Linked DNA regions of Gossypium hirsutum: region 2 is linked to region 1. Evidence: chromatin contacts called from public Hi-C data. All regions are on one chromosome and are shown on one strand. Each heading gives the region's core, a stretch centred on a gene start, on an enhancer-like site or on the middle of the called end of the contact. The rest is flanking DNA. Distances are from core to core; before and after follow the strand shown. Region 1 has its middle 45 kb from the start of LOC107945845. Region 2 holds the start of LOC107891947 (probable serine/threonine-protein kinase SIS8).

Evidence for each region. A called contact is a pair of places that touch in the nucleus more often than the background predicts.
Region 2: a contact with region 1 is called in a Hi-C map of leaf, with 2.2 times the contacts expected there. The contact joins the promoter of LOC107891947 here to the enhancer-like site in region 1. A contact is called at or near these places in 2 of 34 Hi-C or Micro-C datasets (both in leaf).

The regions. Positions count from the first base shown.
Region 1 is chrD09:26,605,697-26,612,122 of Gossypium_hirsutum_v2.1, reverse strand. No RefSeq gene overlaps it. Among protein-coding and RNA genes, the nearest start is that of LOC107945845, 45 kb to the left of the region's middle. Within about 2 kb of position 4,637, at least 2 of the 9 cell types and tissues checked have an H3K27ac peak or open chromatin away from gene starts, as enhancers often do. A contact at or near this core is called in leaf, where this site is marked.
Region 2 is chrD09:26,948,757-26,955,787 of Gossypium_hirsutum_v2.1, reverse strand. It overlaps LOC107891947 (probable serine/threonine-protein kinase SIS8), which reads right to left and starts at 2,317. Exons shown (of 13, transcript XM_016816875.2): 1 at 1,143-2,317. The coding sequence starts at 1,637.

The DNA.
Region 1 (6,426 bases), core at 3,388-5,887:
GCTTGAAAGTGTTTGTATTTTCTTGTAGCACCTTATTACTCGGATTCGGTAACCGGACCGGGTAAGGGGTGTTAGAATAGATGGCATATTAGTCTTTCAATCAATTTACTCATTTTCAATTAGACTAAAAATATGTCTAGATTATCTCTTAATATAAACTATTTTTTTATTATGATCCAACCATGTAATAGCGCTTAGTATTAGTTAAACATTAGAGAATCAGTGAGCTAATATTTGCTTCCATTTTGCTTTGTGTACAAAAGCAATTGAAGAAAATATACAAGAAATATTAATGTAATCAATGGATATTTTATTAAACAATTTTTTTTGAAAAATACAAGTATACAAAGACGAATATATTATACTTAAAACACTAGATCCAACATGCTGGATATGGTGTTTCTAGATCTTCCTTATCTTTTATTCCATCCAGCATATATGTTGTCCCTTTTGGGGCTGAGATTTATTACCAGGTAGATAACTATCCCATGGTACATCAACATTTTGCATAATTGTAATCCCTATGCTAAATCAATGCTCCTTGTTTCATCTTTATAAATTGGGTTTGGATATGGATAGTGGCTTCATGGAGAAGCTGTTGCAGTTGGCATGGTATCGCCTTAGGTCGTGGCCGTTGACATGTCATATCACCTTGGTTGGGTTGATAGTTCAATTGTCAAACAAGTTAATAGGATTTTACTGATCTACAAGTTACCCATTGCTCCTCCCAAAACCATGACTATGGAAATGTTCAAGTCTGTTATTGCAGTAAGAGAGCGCCAAGATTTCCTTATTCTGTAAATCTTGAAATAGCTTTCTCGACACTTGATAAATATGTATTATTTTTTGCAATGGAAGGTAGATAAGAAGGTAGCTGATGGGTTGCTTAGGCTTATCCTTCTTAAAAGTCCTCTTGGCAATTGTGTTGTCACAGGTGAGTATGATAGAAAGGCATTGGATGATACACTTTCTATATTTTGCGAGTCTTAGTTCCAGATTCTACTTATTACTTTTTTAAGCAGTACACGATTATTCTTCAAGATCCTTGGATCTGCCATGTATCTTAATGTCTTGTTATTACCCTATGTTGTACTCTAGAACTCTTACCTATTATGGTCCATTGCAAAAGGCATGTACAAAGTTGTAAATATTAGCATGTATGGTTAGTCAATAGAAATAAAAAAAAATATATATATATATATACTAAAGGTTTTCTTTTAATCATTTTAGTCAATTATTGCTTACTAGCTCGTAATATATTTAAAATTGTTCAATTAGAAATCCTTTGCCCCTCCCCCCTCCCGAAAACTATGAGGCAGAGTTATTGTAGATCATAAATCTTGTCCAAAGTAAAACTTGGTAGGTTATTGAACTATTTCGTTGCACAAATTTATAATAATGCGGTTACTATATGTATCTCCTATTTGTTAGATCTCTTTATAGGTGCATCAAATTCCTTTAATTCCAAAATTTTACCATTTTGAGGAATGTAGAAGTAGAACAACAATTTTGTTAACATTGGAGTTTAATAAATAAATATGTAAATTAACATATTAATATAATGCAAATATGATTTTTTCCGACACTTACAAAATATGACTTTTGTCAGCACTTTAGAATGCCTTAAAAAAGTATCTTACTTATAATAGGGGTTAAAAGTGCTGGAAAAACTTTTGTCGGCAAATGCTCGCACTTTGTCGAAACTAATGGTCGTCCTGTGCGAATTCTTTTACCAACACTCGCCTAGCCAGTAGTCAATCGGCAGTCAATGAACTACCAACAAAGCCAATACCAATGATTTTTTTGTCTTTTGCTAACGCTTATAAATGCCGGTAAAAGTGAGTTTTTTTGTGGTGTTAAGTAAAATAAATTTATTAAAATACATGCATATATATAAGAAAATTCAATAAATTAATAAAACAAAGTTTAGTGTGATTTTCAACCAAATAATGTGTATCCAAAAAAAAATTAAAAATCGAAAATTGGAAATTCTAAAATTCTAAATTTCATGATCGTTTGGCTTACTTAAAGCTATTTAAACTCACAATTTACTTGGTATTTCAGTCATGTAAAAACAGATCGAATGTGGTACTAGAACTTAGAAACTTGTTTCATCACATTTGGCAAAAGCCTCATATTTCGAAAGCTAAAACATAAAAAAAATCACAAACTACCCAAATTTTCTGGATGAACAGCTTCAAATAGCCTACTTTAGAGTCTCATATCTTTCAAAACGGGACTCATATGACCGAGATAACAATACCAAATGAAAGTACAGGCTTCATACTATGAAAAATATCTAAATTTCGAAACAAATGAACCCCAAAAATGGATTTCTAGTGTCTCAAGTCTGTTAATTGAAACTGTCAAAACCCACACATCAAAAAATTCAAAAATTATCCTCTTTAAGTTACTCAATCAAAATGGATGCCTCATATACCATATAAATATCAACAATACCTCCAGACCCTAATCAGAAAGTCATCAAAATTTAGTAATCTATTCAACTAGCTCAAATAAATACATGAATTTCATAAAAAATAGTCTAAAACACAAATATTTCAAGAAATGTAAACCAAAACTACGTTAATTGCTAGAATTTTAGACTCATTTCCCCTTCCTTTGCCTCTCTACCTCTTCTCTAGTGTTAGCTTTTTCAAATTGCCATAACTACGTCTAAAAGGATACCGTAAGTGATTCTCTCTTTTTTTTTTTTCTTTTTCATTTTTTTCTATTCTATTCTTTTTATTAGAAAGACTATAACCTACAAAATAAAGTTGGGCTTGATAAAAAAATTAACAGACATCATAATTAATTGGGTATTTAAAATAATATCCATTTAAAAATTGTGGATATTACATGAACTGAATATGAACAACAATTTATTTACAAAATTTTTGCAATAATAAAATCCTCAGATTGAACAATTAAGTGATTTAAATCTCTCCTACCAAGTTACAAATACAAGCCTTCTTTTAAAAAGGTGTAAATTAACTTAAAAAAATTTTAATCAACCTTAACTTCATTTACCTTAAATTTTGATCAAGTAAGTCTTCTCCAAAGGTCTTCTAGGTGTAATCTTTTCTTGAAAATTTGATCACTTTAAAGGGAATTCAATCACGTCAAAAATCTTTAAAAGAGTCAATAAGGTTGAATCTAATAACTTGTTTGTAAAAATACTACAAGATATGTATGAAAAAATTTCAAGATTTTTAAGTAAATAAAATACCAATAAATATAACAAGTTACACAGCAATCCTGTTACAAGGCGAGTTGCAACTCACGTTGCATTTTGAATGTGCAACTAACACTAACATAATGTACTTTAATGAGTCTACCAATTGTGTTTGCAAATTATTATTATTATTTGGTATGAGGCACTTGATAAACATGGGAGACAAATCTTTGCGTGGGATATCATGATTTCCAACGAGATCATTGGAACCCCTAGCAGAGTCCATAGTTTCGGTAGATATAGAAATATTTTAGTTTTGGTATCTTTTCTTTGCATGCTTTTGTTCAATCATTTATTTGTATTCTTGAGAGCTTAAATTTTGCAAACCCTTACTCTTAGAAGTTCATATTTGTTTGCACAAAGTTTTCTTTAATTTCAGAGAGTATTTAAGATTTTTGGATAAAAAACTTCGGATTAGAGGTTTTCCCCTTGTAAAGATATAAATTTGCAATGTTGTACTTTAACCATAAAAGTATTTTGGTAAAAAGCCTCTCTAGTCCCTCTAAATTTAGAAATTGAATAAATTGATCCCTCTCAAAAAAATTACAACAATTTAACCCCTATCAATTTTGAAAGTGGACAATTAAGGACAATTAATCACAGTATTAATGTCTTTCGTCAATTGTGCATATTTTTTTAATATAATAACAAATTTGACCCTCGATGTTTACATATTTTGTTAATTGATCTTAATTCTAAAAAATTCAACAAATTTAATCTCAACATTTACACATTTACAAAAATATTGAGGGTTAAATTTGTTAAATCATGACCAATTTGATAGAATGTGTAAGTTATGAAAGCTAAATTTGTTATTATACTAATCAAATTTATGTAAAATTGATGAAAAATATTAACAGTGTGATTAATTGCCTTTAGTTGCTCACTTTCGAAATTAACAGGGACTAAATTACTTCAATTTTTTTAGAGAAACCAATTTACTCAATATCAAAATTGAGAGGGATTGGAGAGATTTTTTACCAAGTATTTTCTTAACAGTAAATTTGGGAAGCAACTTGGCAAGAAAGTCGAGAGAAATGGGGTAAACTTCTATAAATTTGGTGTTGGATTTTCTTTACTCTTTTCTAATTTTTTATTTAGCAATTTTTTAAACATCACTTTGTCCTTTTGAGTATTTGAATCATCTTTGTGCTTGAACTAAGCTATTTAGCCACATCTTTTATTTACCCTTTTCTCAAGTATGATCACTAAACAATACTATGCAAGTGGGGGGATGGGTATCCCTTTCCCATTGCCCAAGTGGTTGAAAATCAAAATGGAAAGCTTGACAGCCTAGTGTTGAGAAAAGTTGTTGACAGAGTTTCAATTATGTGATGCTGCATGCATATGGTTTGTGGACCATACCTACTACTGTTACGCTACTCAACTGGACCAACAACAGCCAGCCTGCAAGTGCATGCTTACCTTCATCCCAACGAGAGACAATCCAACCCTATCTACCACACCCTTCCATCGTTTTCATTTGGTCCATCCATATTCGCCAATTCCCGTAACTTGTATGTTATGAGTGAGACTAATTTATTCTCATAATTCATCCTCTCCAAGTCTTTTTTTGGTTGGATCTCTAAATTGAGAGTAAAACTCACTTAAAATCAATACCTTACTGCACTGATATCAAACATCTTACCACTCAACCCACTAATTTTTGTCCTCCAAGAAATATGTACTTCATAAATTATAAATCATTTGGATTGAGTCATTTTCATATATTGAATGAGGAACAAGCTTGATACTTTTTTCATGGATTAAAATTCTTATTATATAATTGATCCAAACACTAAAACTAAGAGAGAGATCCACTTATACAGTGTAAAAATTAAAGTAGTTTTATACACTTTCGTAACTATTTATATTATTAGTATTTTAACAATCCAATTATTGAATTTATTAATATAATTGTACTTGTCATACATGTAAAATTTTAAATCGATCTAATATATTTATCATATCAATCTAAAATACTCTGTATATTAATATATACATATATATATTCAACGGTTGAAATTTTTTACATAGAACAAACAGTTAGAAGTTTTCAATTTACATCAAATTTACATGCATGATCTTCTACATGAATAGACCATGAAATATAACGATTGGATCGTCAAAATATTAATTATATAAATAGTTACGAAAATGTATACAACTACTTTAATTTTTACACTATGTAAATGAATCCTCCCCTAAAACTAAATTGATTTTATCCCATTTATGGGGAAAAAAAGCTATACAAGGTTGGATTTGGGCCAGACGTGTTGGATAGTTTTTAAGATGTTTTGAATTCGAAAAAGTTTTAATTGTCATGAATATAACAATTGGATCGTTAAAATATTAATTATATAAATAGTTATTTATTTTTTAATGTGAACCCTTCCCAAAAATAAAATTGTTTATATTCCATTTAAGGGACAAAAAAAATCTATATAGGGTAGAATTTGACCCGGACGTGTTATGTGATTTTTAAGTTGTTTTGAATTCGAAATTTATTTTTGCATTTGGATTACTTGGATTCAATCCTGTAATGACTTATTTTTTATTAAAATTAAGGTAAATTGGATTTAATGAATTAATTAGATGAAGACAAATTAAAATTTCTATAAAAAAGACAAAATATATATTTAGGTGGTGCTCAAAAAAGGGCTGCAAATTCTTGGATTAATTTAGAGATTATTTTATACCGCAGTTTGAATCATTTTAACGATGTTATAAGGAGGATTTATTTTAGATATTAAAGTAAATTAAATTTAGGGTAAATTATATTAGAGGTCACTTAACTTTTTTTTTTTGTCATTCAACTATTAAATTGTCTTTTTGGTCACTAACTAGCTAACGTAAAAGTGGAAATACCCCAAAAATCAAAACATAGTTCGGTGACTAAAAAAGACAAAGTTGAATAGTTGATTGGTCATTTTGTAACTTTTCAAATATGGGTGGCCAAAATAGAAAAAAATATAGTTGAGTGACTACTAAGGTAGTTTATCCTAAAATTTAATATGTAATAAAATACTAATTCACATTAAAGTGATGACATTATCAACTTAAGTAAATTATTTTCTTGTCCACAAATATTGTTTAAAAATATGGAAAGGTTGATTGAGTGTTTGAGGGAGTGTCGACTACCTGGATCACTACAACAGTTTATGGTAGTTTCTATATTTGTGTTGTTGGCA
Region 2 (7,031 bases), core at 1,068-3,567, 350 kb before region 1:
AAAATCAACAGCTTGAACCCAACCCCCAAAAATATCAAATTCAAAATTACAAACCCAAGATTACCTAAATCTAAAGCAACTCGAAAACAAAAAGACCGAGATTTGATTCAACCCTCTAATTGCTCGACTTGCACATTTAATTTCTTGGAAGAATAACAAAATAAGCAAAGTTCATGAGTTCAGTGTAAACCATAAACCAGACTATTACAGTGAAAGTCTCAAAACATATGCTTTTCTCAATGGATTGAAAGGATCCATGAGCTTACAAATATAATTTAGTATGTCCATTCAACTAAGAAGCAGCAATGAAAAATTTACAAAAGAGCTTTATCTAAAAGACCAATTTCAGTTTCTGACTATGTTAGCTGAAGATAAGAAATAAATGGACTATGGACTTTACACTTAAAAGAACAGAATGTCAGACGATGATTTAAATAAACCTCGAGGCTAGATCTAAAGGGGATAAATTCAAGTCCAATAAGATTAACCAACAGACAAGAAATAAACAACTAGCCAAAATGAAAAACCCTCATACTAATTCCTCAAAAAAAGCCATCAAAATCGAAGATTATGAAACTAGATGTCCCTAGACTTTTGCCAGCATATACCTAGTTTCAATGTAAGCCTTCTACCAACATTTTACCAACTCTAGCAAAAGGTTGTCATCAGTGACATGAGCAACAATACTGCCTTTCTATTGGGAAGATGATAAATGTAAAGCAGCACTAATAGGGAATTTGGAAACTTTGCTTAAGCTTTGATGATGCTATTTATAATCATATTTCTTAGTGGAATGAAAAAATGAAAAGGATCACGACTCACAATCACCACAAGCGCAAGGCAGACCCCTCCTCAGAACATTATTGGATTTGGTTTTGAAAGTATTTCTCCCCTTAAAGCATAAATTACCTTCATGCCAGAAATTCATATGCCAAACTTTTCCAATTTACGAAATAAAGTTTACATGCAGTTCAAGATGAAACAGAAAAGAAATATAAATAAATTAAGGAGAAAAGATAATATACATTTCATGCAATGCAAAACAGTTGGCTAAAGCTAAACCTATAGTATATACTTGGATAAATTGCTTAAACTCAACCGAGATAATTAGATTAAAGTGGGGAATGAAGAGGGAAACATACCCAATATCTATATGCAATAACTTCAGCTGGGGTATTCTCTGGAGCACAAGAGCCTAAACTAATTTGCTTAACAGCTTCAATCTGAGTTGCCTCAGGATCCTCTCTGGCACTCAACTCCAAAGCCAATTGTATCTGATATTCCTCTTCTACATCAGGATCCCTTGAGTTACTAGACCCTGAATCACGCCTTACTGCATCCAAAGCAGCCTCTAAAGCACTAGTAGTAGCTAAATCAGCAGGTTCCATAGTTTCCTCCCTCTTCACATTTGAAGAAGATGGTGGACTGGGACTTTTTCTATTAGCAACTGAATTTAACCAATTGGAAAGAACAGATAATGGTTTATTGTTGTCAGGACTATGATGAGGCCTTGACTGTAAAGGCCTATCACTAGATGATGATACAATACTGGACTTGTTACTCTTCGATGAAGTTGACCCTTGTACATCTTCCGATTGATTAGACATCATATGCAGTTTCTTGAGGAAGTTCTTCATATTATTTCACTAAGATATAGCAGCCAATGCTAAAGAAATAAAAATCTGGCCATAAACATCTCCATTGTCTTGGACCAAGCATGAAATCTAAAGTTTAAACTAATCCAAAAACAAATTTAAGAACCCCTTTTTCTTAAAAACCCAATTACCTTCTACCTCTCGAGATTTCCCAAAAAATCAACCCATCAAATCCAAAATCCAAAACCACCATAATCACAAAACAACCAAGCAAAGTTAGTCAAATATCAGAAAGGCCCAGATACTTCAGGTCAAAGAAAACACCCCCACTTTCCTCATACAAAGAAATCCACCAAAAAAAAAAGGAAAAAGAGTTTAACAGCACACAAAGAAGCAAACAGTTTCTTTCAGCTTCAACAACTAAATAAAAAACAACAAAAAATTCCAATACCCAGATTAAGAAAAAGAATGGATCTTCCTTTTTCGGATATAGATAGTAGAGAAGAAAGCATAGAAAAGGGGAGTAGTTTGGAAAATATATATATTTAAAAACAAGTGAAGGTAAACACTAAACAGAGGGTAGAGAGAGAGAGAAGGAGCAAAGGACTAACAAGTGGGATTGTAGGACCCCTCGGAAAACAACAACAAACTCTGACCCACTTGATTTATAGAGCAAAGGCCAACAAGGATTTTCGATGTCCCAAATGAAAAAGGAAAAAAAGTTTTCCAGTTTTTGGTGGCAAAAATACTTTCTTTTTATTTCTTTTGTTTCTTTCTTTCTCTCTCTCTCTATATTCTTGTCGTCCCCAAACTCTGCTTACAACTTGGAAGGTGGTGGCATGATGAGTTGGAAATTTGAGGTTAATGGAATCATATTTAACCATGAACTTCATTTCAATGACTTGCTGATGCTTTTTTTCTTTTCTTTGTGGTGATTAATTATTTGTTACTTTAATTTTGTAAAAAAATTATTTTAGTTTTCATTTAATATTTTATTTTTTTAATCTTTTAAACTTACCTTGATTATCAGATCATTCTAAAATAGATGAAAAAGTTATTAACTTTTGACACATCAGCAATTAATTAAATTTAAAATTTTTAAATTATTCTTTTTGTAATTTTTTATTTTTTATTTTTAAAATTTAAAAAATTCATAAATTATTAACGTGGCATCCAAGTGATAATTCATGTGTATACAGTCAACAAAATTAACAAACATTATTCTTTTTCATCTATTTTGAGTGATTTAACAAACAGAGCAAATTTAAAGGATTAAAAATGATAAAAAAATTAAATAAAGGACTAAAATAATTTTTTTTATAAAATTAGAGGATTAAAAAAGTTATTATACTTTTTCTTTTTAGCTTTTAATTTTATTGTTTGGTTTTGGGTTTCTTCTGCCTATTTTTAATGTGATTTTCGTTTTGTCAGCTTCTATTCGATACCAAGTTTGAAGACAAAAAGTTGTTCTAACTTCTATTCCCATGAAATTTACTGCAATGGAAAGTAAAAAAAAATGTTTTTTTTTTTTAAGATTACACCTTCCGTAAGGCAATTACAAATTACGGCCGCTTTTGTAAAGTTTTTTTTTTTGGTAAAATTTTAAGGTTAAAATATGCTATTAGTATCTATACTTATCTAGAATTTAAAATTTAGTCCCTATACTTTAAAAGCTAAAAATTAGTGTCCAACCATTATCATTATTTATAATTTCTGTCCAAAATTGTCAACTTTACATGTTTAATTTTTTTGTCAATCATATTCAACGTTATACGAAGACGGTCTAATCAATATGCCAACTTGATAAATTTTGACAAAAAGTACTAAGAATGTTAATGATTAAACTGAAATTTTTAAATAAAAAAATAAAAAGACTTAATTTTAACCTCTTAAGTATAGAAACTAAATTTTAAATTTTATCCAAGTATAGAGACTAACAACAATTGTTAATCAAATTTTATCTAAATATCTTGTTTTTGAGTGAACTACAATCAAAACTTTTGTAATAATAAAAATTAGAATCAAATGTACTTTGTAAGAATTTATCTAATACATCTAATAACCCTTATAAAAGAAATTTGATATAAATTAAAACTCTACTTATCAAACAAATATTTTATATACTTAATATATACACATATACATACTTAAGTTTATCTTTTAAAAATATTTAATCATTTCAATGTATAAAAAAATGCAGATTAAAATAAATGTTGTTTGAATCAAACTGGACCGGTTGATCAGATCGGTTGGATCAAGAACCGATTGAGGTATTGGTTCAAAGAGTGACTTTAAATCGATTAAACTGGGAACTGGTACAAATCGATTGAACCAAAAATTGAATTGGATTTTTTTAAAAAATTTTAACTTTTTAATAAGTTTTAATTGAATTGATCGGATCGACAAATCGGTAACCTAACTGGTTCGATCACCAATTCAATCTAAAAATTGTTGATGATTCAATGTTGAATTTTAGAAACAATATTTAATTATTTTGACTGATTGAGATTGAGATTGAAATTGAATTTAATTAAGAATTGAAGAAATGTCCAATGTTATTGTATTCATATTTAATTATACTATATTAGAGTTTGAATGTAATTGTTTTAAATATAAATTCGATTTTAAAAATATAATATAGGCTTATGGTAAGGGTGAATTTAAAATTTTTAAATATCTTTTAATTAATACACACGTATCACACGAATAAAAAAATTTAATTTCAATATCTATATACTTGTATATTAAAGGAAAGTCCAATGTCTTTTTGTTATGCTTGGCGCACACCCCCCATGTTCTTTATTGCGTTTTATAAAATGGATAATTCTTTTATTTTAGTTCCTTTAATATGTTTAAAATTGAAATTTTAATTTCTAATATTATTTGCTCTCTATATTTTTATAATGTTACTTTTTAATTAAAATGTTGGGTGGTTATATATAAATTGAAAACGAATTTTTAAATCCAAAAAAGTAGAGAGATTAAATTCTTAAAAATAAAAATGAAAAGACTAAATTCTAAATGCATGAGACGTAAAGACCTAAATTCTAAATTAAATATTTTACATAGGTTTTTATTAAAAATATATTTAGTTGTCATTAAAAAAATATTTGTTATAATTTGTCATAGAGAAAATATAGAGGTGTGTGTTTAATAATTTTTTCTTTTTAAAAGATTATCCATATAATTATGAGTACTCAATTACAATTATAATCCATACATTCCAAGAATTACAAAAAAAATCTACGAGATCACAAAGTTTTCTTCCAAATACAATGATGTTTCTTGGGGTTTTTTTACGAACTTCAAGTCACTAAATAATCTAATTATCACCTTTTTTTCGGAAAAAATTCAATAATATTATGATGTTTCGTTGCTTTATATATTTATTTCGTATTTGATTCAGTAATCCCAAAATTTCTTCTTCTTTTTTGAAAAGAAAAATAAAAAATAGTTTTTTTTCGTAGTCTTTTATAACATAAATACTATTAATAGCCTTTGGTGTAAAAAGAAAAAAGTTTATGATGCTGAGATAGGTCCACGACAATTAAGATAAAATTGGAAATGCTCTTTCTCTTGTACTACTCTTTCAATACATAATTTAATATTTTGAAATAATAAAAAATAAAAAAATTCATATTGAATTTGAAGTGTCATGCTATTTCATATTTCATATGGCGAGAACATAGTCTTTTTTTTTCTTTGCATCAAATAAAAAAAAAAACTTGTTGGTGCTTGTGTTTGATAAATTGTTGAAAATTTTGAAAATGAAAATTTTTGACATTTTTTTTAAATGTGTTTGACAATCTTATTAATTTTTTAATTAATACAAAATATTCAACAAAAAATGTTGAATAAGTAAGTAGATAACTACTTATCACTTAATGTTGAAAATGCTTAAGCATATTTTTTAAAAATTGTTAAAAAGTGAGATATCCAAATTATTATATTAATAAGCTTAAATTTAAGAAATAAATAATTTTAAAAAACAATATTAATTATATCAAACAACATAATTACATTTAGTAGCTTCACAATTTTATTAGAAAGAGTGAATTTTATTAATATACTTAACAATTTTATTGAAGGTCAATTTTATTTTCTAAACTCAAAATCCAGTAAAACTTAACTGTACTTATAAGATTTGGTATTGAATATTTAACACTTACTTTTTTAAAAAAAATTTATCAAATAACATCTAAATACATGAATGAAATTTTAAAACTAACCCAAAACAAATATAATTTGAATTTAAAATCTCAAAATTATTATAACCAGTCACGTGATTAAATTAAAAAATCTTAGTATTTGAATTTAAATTTATTGATTGTCCCTTTAATTGAAACAATATATAAAAAACAAAGTTTGTATATTTTTCAACTCTTCTTTTTTTTTTTGAAAAATAATTACAGCTCAAATAATTAATATTAATATTAATATTAAGTTATCTAGATGGGATCTTCCACTAGCCGTAAATCAATTCTTCTATCTCATACCGCTTTAATAATTTTGTTTGCGAGTTTATTATCTTCCGAAAAATATGTTGAAGATTCCATTGCCTTAAAACCTTCAATAATGTATGGATTCTACTTACCAAAGTGGAACTGAAATCCTCACTTATTCCATCCTGATTGATGTTAACTACTTCAAGATTGTCTGTCTGAATTAAGACTCTCTCAAACCCCCAATCTAGCACAAGTTTTAACCTATCGAAAATACCCTAAAGTTCAAAACCCAGTACTGCACAATTACTCAAATACATGCTAAAGCCAATAATCCATCCCCATTGCGATCACGCAAAAGCTCTCCAACGGTAGTGAACGCATCTTTTAATCTAACTAAACCATCTGTATTTAAGCATACTCAATTGTTTGATAAAAAGGTACAACCATCTATGAGAATGCACAAATTTAAAACAAAAAAACTTAAAGAAACCTTAAGAACTGGGTCAGAATTCCAAGGCAGACCTTGTATTATTCAAAGGTTCCATATTATTCAACTTTAGAATATGATGCGATGAACAATTGAAATTTGTTGTACATCCTAAATGTTGACTTATCAATCTTTCCATAGTGTTGAAAACTTTTGATTGGATGATTAGTCTATAATTTATTTAGACTAACCATTTTTATCATATCAATGCAATTTTGTAAATAATTAAACGAGTATCACGTGGTTCCATAGCCTAAAACCTTGAATATGGATTGACCTTACTAACTTTTATTGGATTTTGTGTTTAGAAAATAAATATGGAAAAGTTTTATTTTTATTTGAAATTCAGTTCAGTTTATTTCGTCAACTATACTCAACTTTTATAATTTTTTTATTTATTTTAGATATCAAAATCAAAAAAAAAAATTGTGGTCTCAACACTATTGTTATATACTTTTATTATTTTAGTCATTGTTGTTACATACATTTATCATTTTAGTCACC